Linked DNA regions of Mus musculus: all the other regions are linked to region 3. Evidence: chromatin contacts called from public HiChIP or PLAC-seq and promoter capture Hi-C data. All regions are on one chromosome and are shown on one strand. Each heading gives the region's core, a stretch centred on a gene start, on an enhancer-like site or on the middle of the called end of the contact. The rest is flanking DNA. Distances are from core to core; before and after follow the strand shown.

What was found. HiChIP or PLAC-seq counts read pairs in DNA pulled down with a chosen protein or histone mark. Capture Hi-C pulls out chosen DNA fragments and counts their contacts.
Region 1: a contact with region 3 is called in a promoter capture Hi-C map of adipose tissue. The contact joins two enhancer-like sites. A contact is called at or near these places in 1 of 115 datasets of contacts at active chromatin or transcription factors (embryonic stem cells) and 3 of 9 other capture datasets (adipose tissue, liver and pancreatic islet).
Region 2: a contact with region 3 is called in a FOXA1 HiChIP or PLAC-seq map of pancreatic cancer cells. The contact joins two enhancer-like sites. A contact is called at or near these places in 2 of 115 datasets of contacts at active chromatin or transcription factors (embryonic stem cells and pancreatic cancer cells) and 2 of 9 other capture datasets (adipose tissue and liver).

What each region holds. Positions count from the first base shown.
Region 1 is chr17:13,731,174-13,734,234 of GRCm38.p6, reverse strand. The region is part of intron 1 of Tcte2 (t-complex-associated testis expressed 2); the gene reads left to right. Among named protein-coding and RNA genes, the nearest start is that of Afdn, 28 kb to the left of the region's middle. Within about 2 kb of position 1,329, at least 51 of the 459 cell types and tissues checked have an H3K27ac peak or open chromatin away from gene starts, as enhancers often do. A contact at or near this core is called in adipose tissue, where this site is marked.
Region 2 is chr17:13,667,478-13,670,364 of GRCm38.p6, reverse strand. No RefSeq gene overlaps it. Among named protein-coding and RNA genes, the nearest start is that of Gm24867, 6.5 kb to the left of the region's middle. Within about 2 kb of position 1,459, at least 169 of the 459 cell types and tissues checked have an H3K27ac peak or open chromatin away from gene starts, as enhancers often do. A contact at or near this core is called in pancreatic cancer cells, where this site is marked.
Region 3 is chr17:13,865,724-13,868,695 of GRCm38.p6, reverse strand. All of the region lies in intron 22 of Afdn (afadin, adherens junction formation factor), which reads right to left. Among named protein-coding and RNA genes, the nearest start is that of Gm7168, 81 kb to the left of the region's middle. Within about 2 kb of position 1,380, at least 134 of the 459 cell types and tissues checked have an H3K27ac peak or open chromatin away from gene starts, as enhancers often do. A contact at or near this core is called in adipose tissue and pancreatic cancer cells, where this site is marked.

The DNA.
Region 1 (3,061 bases), core at 80-2,579, 130 kb after region 3:
TCTGTGCAGTAGCCGTTCTACCATCGCCAGGCTGCTCCAGTCTTCACCAGGAAGCACCCCAAGTGGGCACTTAGGATGGGAAGCAGTGCCAGCTGCTAAGCCCAGCAGGTCTTTGCTCTGGACTACACATCCTCTTTGCTTTTCTGTGGCATGAAACAGAAATTGTGAACAAGGCTCTTTTCGTCCAGCCATGAAACTTGGTAGGTTTTATTTTAAGGACATTCTGACTACTTTCTCCCTGGACCATCACCAAGCAGCAGATAAACTATGGTCATCCAGGTTTTGGTACTTGGATGAGCACATATTCTAAAAAAGAAACTGTCTCCTAAAAAACCAAAACACAACAACAACAAAAAGCAAAAACAAACAAACAAACATAAAAACCCAAAACCTGGCACTACGGCTTGCTAAAGACATTCAAGATTTTGTGCGTATTTTGGAATTTTGGAGAAACATGAGCTGCTTGTCACTTCCTCAGCATTTTGATGAGATCAATGGCAGCATTACTAAAGGAGACTTTTCAATATCAGGAGAAACGTGCCCCATACAGAAGATCTATCTGCAGGATTCAGGGAATCCAAACGTCCAAGGGTGAGCCCAGCGGACTGCAAGCTCGGCTTGCAGATTCTAATGTGGAGAGTGACAAACTCTAATTTCTGATTCTAAGGTGCAACTAGCCTTTAAGAAATTATCTTTTGTCCGGCTGCAGAATAGTTTCAAAGAAGAAGGTCCACAATTATTCAGAAAAGGCTACAAAAGCCACTCTGTTTTCTGTGTCTGACCACAGCAACCTATCACAGTGGGCTGAACACAGAAGCAGACCTGAGGCTGACTTGGAACACACAAAAGCCACACCTTAAACATATTTGCAAAAGTGTACCTTTTGTACTGTGTGCACCAATCTTTTTTGTTAGAAAATGTGACTGCTTTTTATTTTTAAAAAATATATCATATATGTTAATATGTGATAGGTTCCCTATTGCTGTTTTTGAGTGGATCGATATCATGGGAAATTTCTGGTTCTTATTTCTAATAAAGTACACTTTAACAGGAATTATCTACCTAGGTGAAGCCTCTGGTGAGTTCTGAGGGTAGAAATACAGGTTCCTGAACAAGAAGGCTGAGGACTTGGGGTGTCCCTGAGGAAGTGGGGGACTGAGGTCTGTTTGGGGTTCATTACCAGGACAAAAGAACTATACAAGTAAGACAAAGAAGTGCAGATGCACCAGGACGCTTGTGATAAAGTGGAATAGTGCTGAGTAAGGCGGGCTTCAGAGGTGCCGAGAAAAACCCAAGAGTGAAACTCGCTTCCGAGATAAAGGTGGTGAGCTCATCTGCTGGCTTGAAGCTGCCAGCATTCATTTCATTCCACAGCTTGGGCCGTGGCATGGCGGCCTCACCTCAGCAGCTGCTGTAGATAGACTTCATTTTCAGAACACAGCTTCCTGCTTTGCATACTCTCCTCCAGAGGTGGGAGTATGGAGACTCCTAGCACAGGTTCTTTTCTGTCTCTGACATAGGAGGGATAGACCAAGAGGGAGTAAGCCCGGTTCAGGAAAAGCAGGTGATTCATCGAGTCCCCTGGGAAACGCATTGTAGGTAAGCAAGCGCTGAGAAGTTGTGTCAAGTCTCCAGCCACTTGGTTCTTCTAAAGCATTAGAGGACTTTTACTTGAGCTCTCCCGACACTTTCCGTCCTTTCCGTTTTTATAGGAAACAGATGAGACCTGAAAGGCCCTTGTGCACCTTTTACTCCCTACCCTGGCTTTTGAGCACTCTGACTTGATCAGTGACCAAGTTGGCAGCTTGGCCAGTAGTTGAGCATGCCTTTGCACAGTGGATTGTCAACTGGTTCTGTAAGGTCAAGGCAGAGTCTGCAGGACTTAGAGGACAGGGTGGGGCAGACAGCGGGCAGGGGACACCTTATTTTCTAGGGTGCTGAGGGATGAATCCAAGGTCTTGTTCCGCACGTGCTACCCCATTATTTTAAATACTTCCTGCATATCCTGGGCAGATATAGCCGGTTCGGGAGCTGGACGAAAGGGGAGGTTGGCCGCCTTTGAATTAGGTCATTTAAGTTTCTAAAGAGCCTTGGGTTTCTAAGTGAAGACAGCTGGCTGGAGTCCTGTTCTGGGCTCATCGTAGCCCCATGAGTAAAGGGCCTGACAGTTTATGAAATGGAACCAAGGCACTGGTGAGGGAGGGGTGGGTGAGGGGAGGCACAGCACCAGCTTCCTGTTCCCAGGGACCTTCCTCCAGAAGCAAGGCTTGCTTTGAGCTGAGGAAGCTGGAACCGCAGCCTAGAGGTAGAAAAAAAGGCAGAGGAGGCTTGGGGGAGGCCCAAGAAGAAAGGGTGGGCCAGACACACAGAAGTCCTCAGGGACAGACAGAAGCAGACCGTCTGCCGAGGACAGTAGTTACTAGCCTTCCACATCCTTAAGCACAGCAGGAGCCACTGAGGCATCATCTGGGGCAGACAGGGATGGAGAAGGGAGAAGACACTGGGACAGGTGGGCGGGCAGGGATGGAGAAGGGAGAAGACACTGGGACAGGTGGGCAGACAGGGATGGAGAAGGGAGAAGATACTGGGACAGGTGGGCAGACAGGGATGGAGAAGGGAGAAGATACTGGGACAGGTGGGCAGACAGGGATGGAGAAGGGAGAAGACACTGGGACAGGTGGGCGGGCAGGGTGCCCATGAGAACACAGTAGGGAGACACAGAATGGGAGCTGATAATTCAGAAGACACAAAAAAGTGGGGATTGTGGGGATGGTACCCAAAGAGCAGACAGCACGCAGGGGATCCCAGGGCTTTAGGGTCACTGTAGACAGTGTGTTTGTGGGGGGGGAGGGGTGGAGGGGGGGTGCAGTGAAGGGGATGTTACCAAAGAATGGCTGGCTTCATTCTGGGCCAGGGTGGTTCAGCATAGCATTAGCATGAGTCAAGGAGCCCCACAGTCTGACCCTAAGTGAGGATGATGATTTAAGAGACTCCTGTTTCCTCATCAAAAGATGATGACCCAGGACAGTAGTACAAGAACCATTAATTAAGAGTTGCATAG
Region 2 (2,887 bases), core at 210-2,709, 200 kb after region 3:
GGCCATGCATCAGTCAGAGCAGTGTGGGGGAGAGGTGGCCAGCTTGTCCATCTGTCCTTACCTTCCTCTCACTAGTGAAGGGTCTGGAGAGCAGAGAGGGTCCCCTGCTTCATCTGCCTGTTTTACCTGGAGGTCCTTAGGTTCATAAGGCATCTTTTCCGACTCCTAACACAGGGAAGGTGTTTAGTGCCATTAGGGTCTTGTATTGTTTACCCAGTAACTCTGGGTACCTCTAGAGAGTCTGGGAACAAAAGACTCAGAGCTGGGTGAGATGCCAGATAAGCCATGAGCAGGAAAAAAAAAAAAAAATCAAAGCTCGTGGACAAACCAAGGGCTCAGTTTAGATTCTGTTCAGGGTGTCTAACAGGTCCTCCTGGTTTCCGAAAAATACAAGAATGTCCAACAGGCCTGGGGAGATGGCTCCAGAGGGAAGAGTGCTTGCTGTGTGACACTCAAACAGAAAGATGACCAAAGCTATCTGTGCCTGTAACCCCAGCTTTGGTAACTGTGGGGTGGAGCCTAGACAAAACACTAACACAGTCCACCTCACAGAAGTGGTGAGCTTCCAGTTCAATTCCAAGGGACTAAAGCAGAGAATGACAGAGAGAGACCTTATGTCTTTCTCTGTCCTCTGTGGGAGCATGCAACCACACATTCATGTGTATGACCAACAACAACACACACACACACACACACACACACACACACACACACACACACACACACACACCATGCAAACACACAAAGAATGTCCAAAAGCCCTACAGACTCCAGACAGCACAGCCTCTGGCCTCCTTCATTTTCTGAGCCTCTTACAGAAAGGCAAAGCCTGTGCCAAGGGGTTTGTGGATCGCAGAATTATCATGTAGCATCCTCTGTCTCCACTGAGTAATTCCTGTGGATTGATCAATATCAAAGGTCTGGGCTTGCCGCCAGCCTGCGATGCCATGCATGCTCGGAGAATACTGTCACTGCATTTTAGAGCACGCCCAGCCACTTCCTCCCAGATGCCCGCAGCATCCATATTCACAGACAAACGATCTTCCTTAACCTCCTAAAATCACGATAGGCAGTGTCAGCCTTGAGAATTTTTTTCTTTTTAATCAGGAAATGGGAAACACAGGAGCAATGCATTCATTAGGAGAATTCCTCATGTCTCCTGACCCGCATAAATCACAAAATCCCTTCAATGGTTTCTTAGTTTAGAATCCAAATTCGAGGGTGCTGCCAGCCAGTCAGCTGAATCCCTGCATTTCCCATTCATCTTGATATTTTATCAAAAATATCTTTCTTACAACTGGTATAGATCCCCGGTGCCCCGGGAGCATTCACAAAACCTGATTTGGCCCACAGAAGGCTATTTATATATAGTCTCTGCGACCTAGGCATTCTGGACAGAGGGGCGTGGCACAAGGAAGCTGCAGGTGCCACGGGCCAACCCAGGGTTCAGGGCTGGGGGTGGAGACTGAGCAGAGCTGAGAAGGGCTTGAGTAAGCAATAAATATACTGCCTGGCGCCTTGATTCATATGCTAAGGAGCATCAAATTCGGCTTTAATTGGTGCAGAGAGGGAAGCTTGCAGCTGCCTCTGGCCCACACTGTGCACGGTAGGATACTCCCATGAATAGTGTTTAAAAATAAGCCCCGCAGGGAAATGCAGCCCAAAGACTGAGAGCAGCCAGTGACTGGGGGAGGGGGTGTGGGCGGCCTGTGGCTGGGGAAGGGTGTGGGGCGCAAGGCTACCAGGTTAAATCTGAGAAGATCTCAGACCTCAGAGTCCCAGGAGCCGCAGATTTCCTCCGTGCCCTGTAAAGAAATACGTGTTTCACCCTTTGTGAAAATGCTTAGCCTTTCATGATGGTTGCTGTTCCCCTGTGGACTCTTGTGGAGAGAGGCCACAGGGGCTCTCTTTCGGGGAAAGTCTCTTCTAGCCCTGTTTCCCTTTCTCCCTGGCTTTGGGGCTGGGCTCTAGGAAGGGACCCTCAGTGAGGGCAGAAAGCTCTTCACTAGGCTAAGACTTTCCCTACTGGAACTATGGAAGCAAGGAGACATGGTGCTTTGCCAGGCCAGCGTCCTAGGCCAGCCCTTCTTAGGTGCTGGCCAAGCCTAGTCAAATGAATTTCGCCTCTTCTTAGCTAGAGTGCAGAGTGACCACGTGTACAGCCAGCTCCTGGCCAAGAGGCCCCTAGAACAGGATCTGGGAGGGTTGGCTACTCTTGGTGTTTGTGTGTGAGTCTAGGTTGTAGAAACCATTGCTTATGTATGGATCATATAAGCACATTTATAAACCAGCAATGAAGAGGCTTTCTGACCTGAGTGTGTGTGTGTGTGTGTGTGTATGTGTGTGTGTGTGTATGTGTGTGTATGGAGAGAGAGAGATGGGAAAGAGAGAAAGAGAGGGAGGAGGGGAGACCTTTGCTATAAAGAAAAGTCTGGTATATTCCATATTGAATTCCATGTGCTGGGTTTCAGGTGAGAGAGTAGGAAGCTAAGTGGGTTGTTTGTAGCCATCAGGTTCCACTCAGGTGTCTTAAGTCAGGTGGGACATTTGTACTTCCAGCTCTGGGACAGGGGGGGCATGAGGCCTGACCACACTAGGTTTCTAACAGCTTCCTGGTTTGTAGAATTTGAATGAGACTCTCAGTTTCTTGAGCCGCGTTTTACTTCTGTGACAAATGACGTCTAAATGCAATTTCAAACAGTAGCTCCCTCCGGGCGTGGTGGCACACGCCTTTAATCCCAGCACTCGGGAGGCAGAGGCAGGGGGATTTCTGAGTTCGAGGCCAGCCTGGTCTACAAAGTGAGCTCCAGGACAGCCCGGGCTACACAGAGAAACCCTGTCTCGAAAAAACAACAAAACAAAACAAACAAACAGTAGCTCCCGGTTA
Region 3 (2,972 bases), core at 131-2,630:
ATGGTACTGGCATCTCCAAAACCAGTACCACCTGGGTGACCCTTACACATTAACAAGTCCCGCTGCAGCAGGAGTACAACCTTGACTATCTTTGGAACACAGCCTCTTTGTGCTTTCAGAAAACACTTCTCAGAAGATGTCACCTCAACGATGCTGGTCTCTTCTTAATCACCGCTAATTGCTTAGCTCCAGCTAACCTGCATCAAAAGCTCCTTTCTCTGTGATAACTCCAGCTGTGTCAAGTTGACACAGAACCAGCCAGTACAGGAACCTTATGATTTAATCTAAGATTTAAAAACTTAAAACTCGGGTATTTAGTTTAAAAGAACTAACTGTAACATCATTAAGGCAGTAATTAGCCAATTGTTTCTTAAAAAAATATTGCAATATATAGTAAAAATATGCTGTAATATATAGTAGTAAAAAGCAGTAATTAGCCAATTGTTTCTTAAAAAAATATTGCAATATATAGTAAAAATATGCTGTAATATATAGTAGTAAAAATAAACACAGTAGTAAATATTTTAATATATTTAAACTATAAGTTGATATTTTCATGTTTTAAAAAAGAACAGCACATCAAAAAGCTGTGGAGAAAGTCTACTCTGAAGCTATCAAATGTAGCCGAAAGTTATGAGCACCTGACTATGTCTGCTTTTGCAAATTATACAACGGCAGTTACCATTTAAAGCCATTTCTACCATATTATAACTAGTAGGGCTAAATCTTATGGGTTTTTTTTTTCCTGAATAAAAAAATATCATAAGAACTTCACATTTTTATGAACCTTAAATATTTGCAACATAAACAGAGAACAACAACAATCTGGGTATGTAATTACAAGCTACGTTACAAGCCTCACTCTAGATGAGCAAGTTAATTATTAACAGGTTTGAACAAGCCAGAGTGCAGGAGGAAGCATTCTTTAAGGATCAGTTTGCACAAGAACATTCAGGACAACACCCTGAAGAAACTCACCACTGATTCTGCCCTTCCGACAACAGAGAACCACATGTTATCTCCAGGACAACAGCCTCGAGCTGGAGACTAGTTGTCTACTTCTCTCAGTTCCCACAGCAAGCAGCACAGCTGGCTTTTCGGGACTGGCTGGCCACAATGCCGACTGGGTGCTGTGACACTGTATGGCATTTATCAACAGGAACTGGAACCAACGCAACACTCAGGTTCTTATGCAACCCAGCCACTCAGATTTTCATTCCCTTCGTCCTTTACTAAACTTTAAAGGGTTATAAAAATGAACGGGAATTGTTTGTATTTTAAAAATCCAAATTAAACAGGAAGCGTCGGCACGGTGCTATCCCACAGACGAGTAAGAAGTAGCATGCTGAACTCTCCAAAAGCAATGTCTCCAAAAGTAAACTGCAAACCCACATCGCTTCCAAATCATCTGGATTTCATAATGTTTAACCACCATGTGGAGGGCAAGGAGAAGAACTTAATATCAAAACACGGTTCTGGGTTACAGCAACAGAGACATGCAGCAATTAAAAAAGGGAAGAGGCCTGAGTTAGACACTCAAATTTGCAGCAAACAACAGAAAGGTTTGGGGTGACAGGAAAATACAGTGGGCTGGGTGGAAGTAAGAGCTACATGGAATAAGCAGCTACTGCCAGTGTTTTTGATGGCTTCTTACTCAATCATGAGGGAACACAATCATCACTAAGTCTTAAAGGCACAGAGACAGACAAGCCCATAGGCCTGCAGAGCCCTCAGGCCGAGGGCAGCCTACAAGTAGCTAAGCAGGAGACAGGGCTGACCATCCCAACATGTACCAGAGGTCATCACTATTATCTATATAGACCTAAACACTTCTCACCTGTGCTGTGCTGTCCAGCAGCTGTCCACCCAAGGCGACCTGTGCTTTCTTTGGCTGAGCCTTCCTTCCTATACTATAAACATGACACATACAGAGTGGAATAGGCACAGTGAAACGCTATTTACCTGTGTCGTCCAGAAAACAGATGTTAGGGATACTATTATTCATATATTAAAAATGGCACACTGTCCAGTTTACAAAGTATTTTTAGTTATTTCATTCAGAGTGCCCAATTACCAATTCCTAAATTTTATCTCTGGCTCTAACTTTTTGAGCTCCATTTTCCAATCCCCTGCTAGAAAACACATTAGTTTATCTTACCAGGATCCCAAAATTTCAAGTGTGACATATTCAATCCTGAACTTACAATTAACCTCCACCAACTTCTGCCTGTTCTTTTTCTGACAGTTTTGCCTTCAGGACCCAGCGGCTCAAGTCAGAACCAGATTCTCTGTTTCTCCCCTCAATTCATCCCATCTGAGCACTGCCATGCAGCAAGTATCTACCACCACTGACCATGACCAAGGAACTACCTGCCACTCATCAAGGCAGGAGATAACACATTCCCTCACAAGGGTCTGGTACATTTCTGCTACTGATTACCTCTGCCACCTCTGCTACTAGGATCTTTCATTGCAAAATGAGTGCAGAAACCCTGTGAATTAGCTACTTTTCTCCTGCTATAAAAAGAAAAGCCAAAAACTCAAAACAACAACAATAAAAACAAACAAAAAATGATAAAAGCAACTTAAAAGATAGTTTTTGTTCGTGTCTCATGGTTTGAGGCGGTTAAGTCCATCATCACTGTTGAAAAGCTGTGGCAGCGAGAAGAAGAGGGGCCTGGTCACACTGAATCCACAGTTAAGAAGCAAAGGGGGACAAATGCTGGTGCTCAGCTGGCTCCATCCCTTTCCTTCCTTGTTCAAGTCTAGGAACCCAGTCAATAGGACAATTTGGCCACAGACATGGGTCTTCCCTTCTCAGTTCAATCTCTGAAAACATCCTCAGACAACACAAAGGGGTCTGGGTGTCTCCTGGTGATTCTAAATCCAGCCATGGTGACAACAAAAGCTTATCATCAAAGCCTACAATCCCCACCCCACACAACATAACAGTTATCATACTATACCCTAGT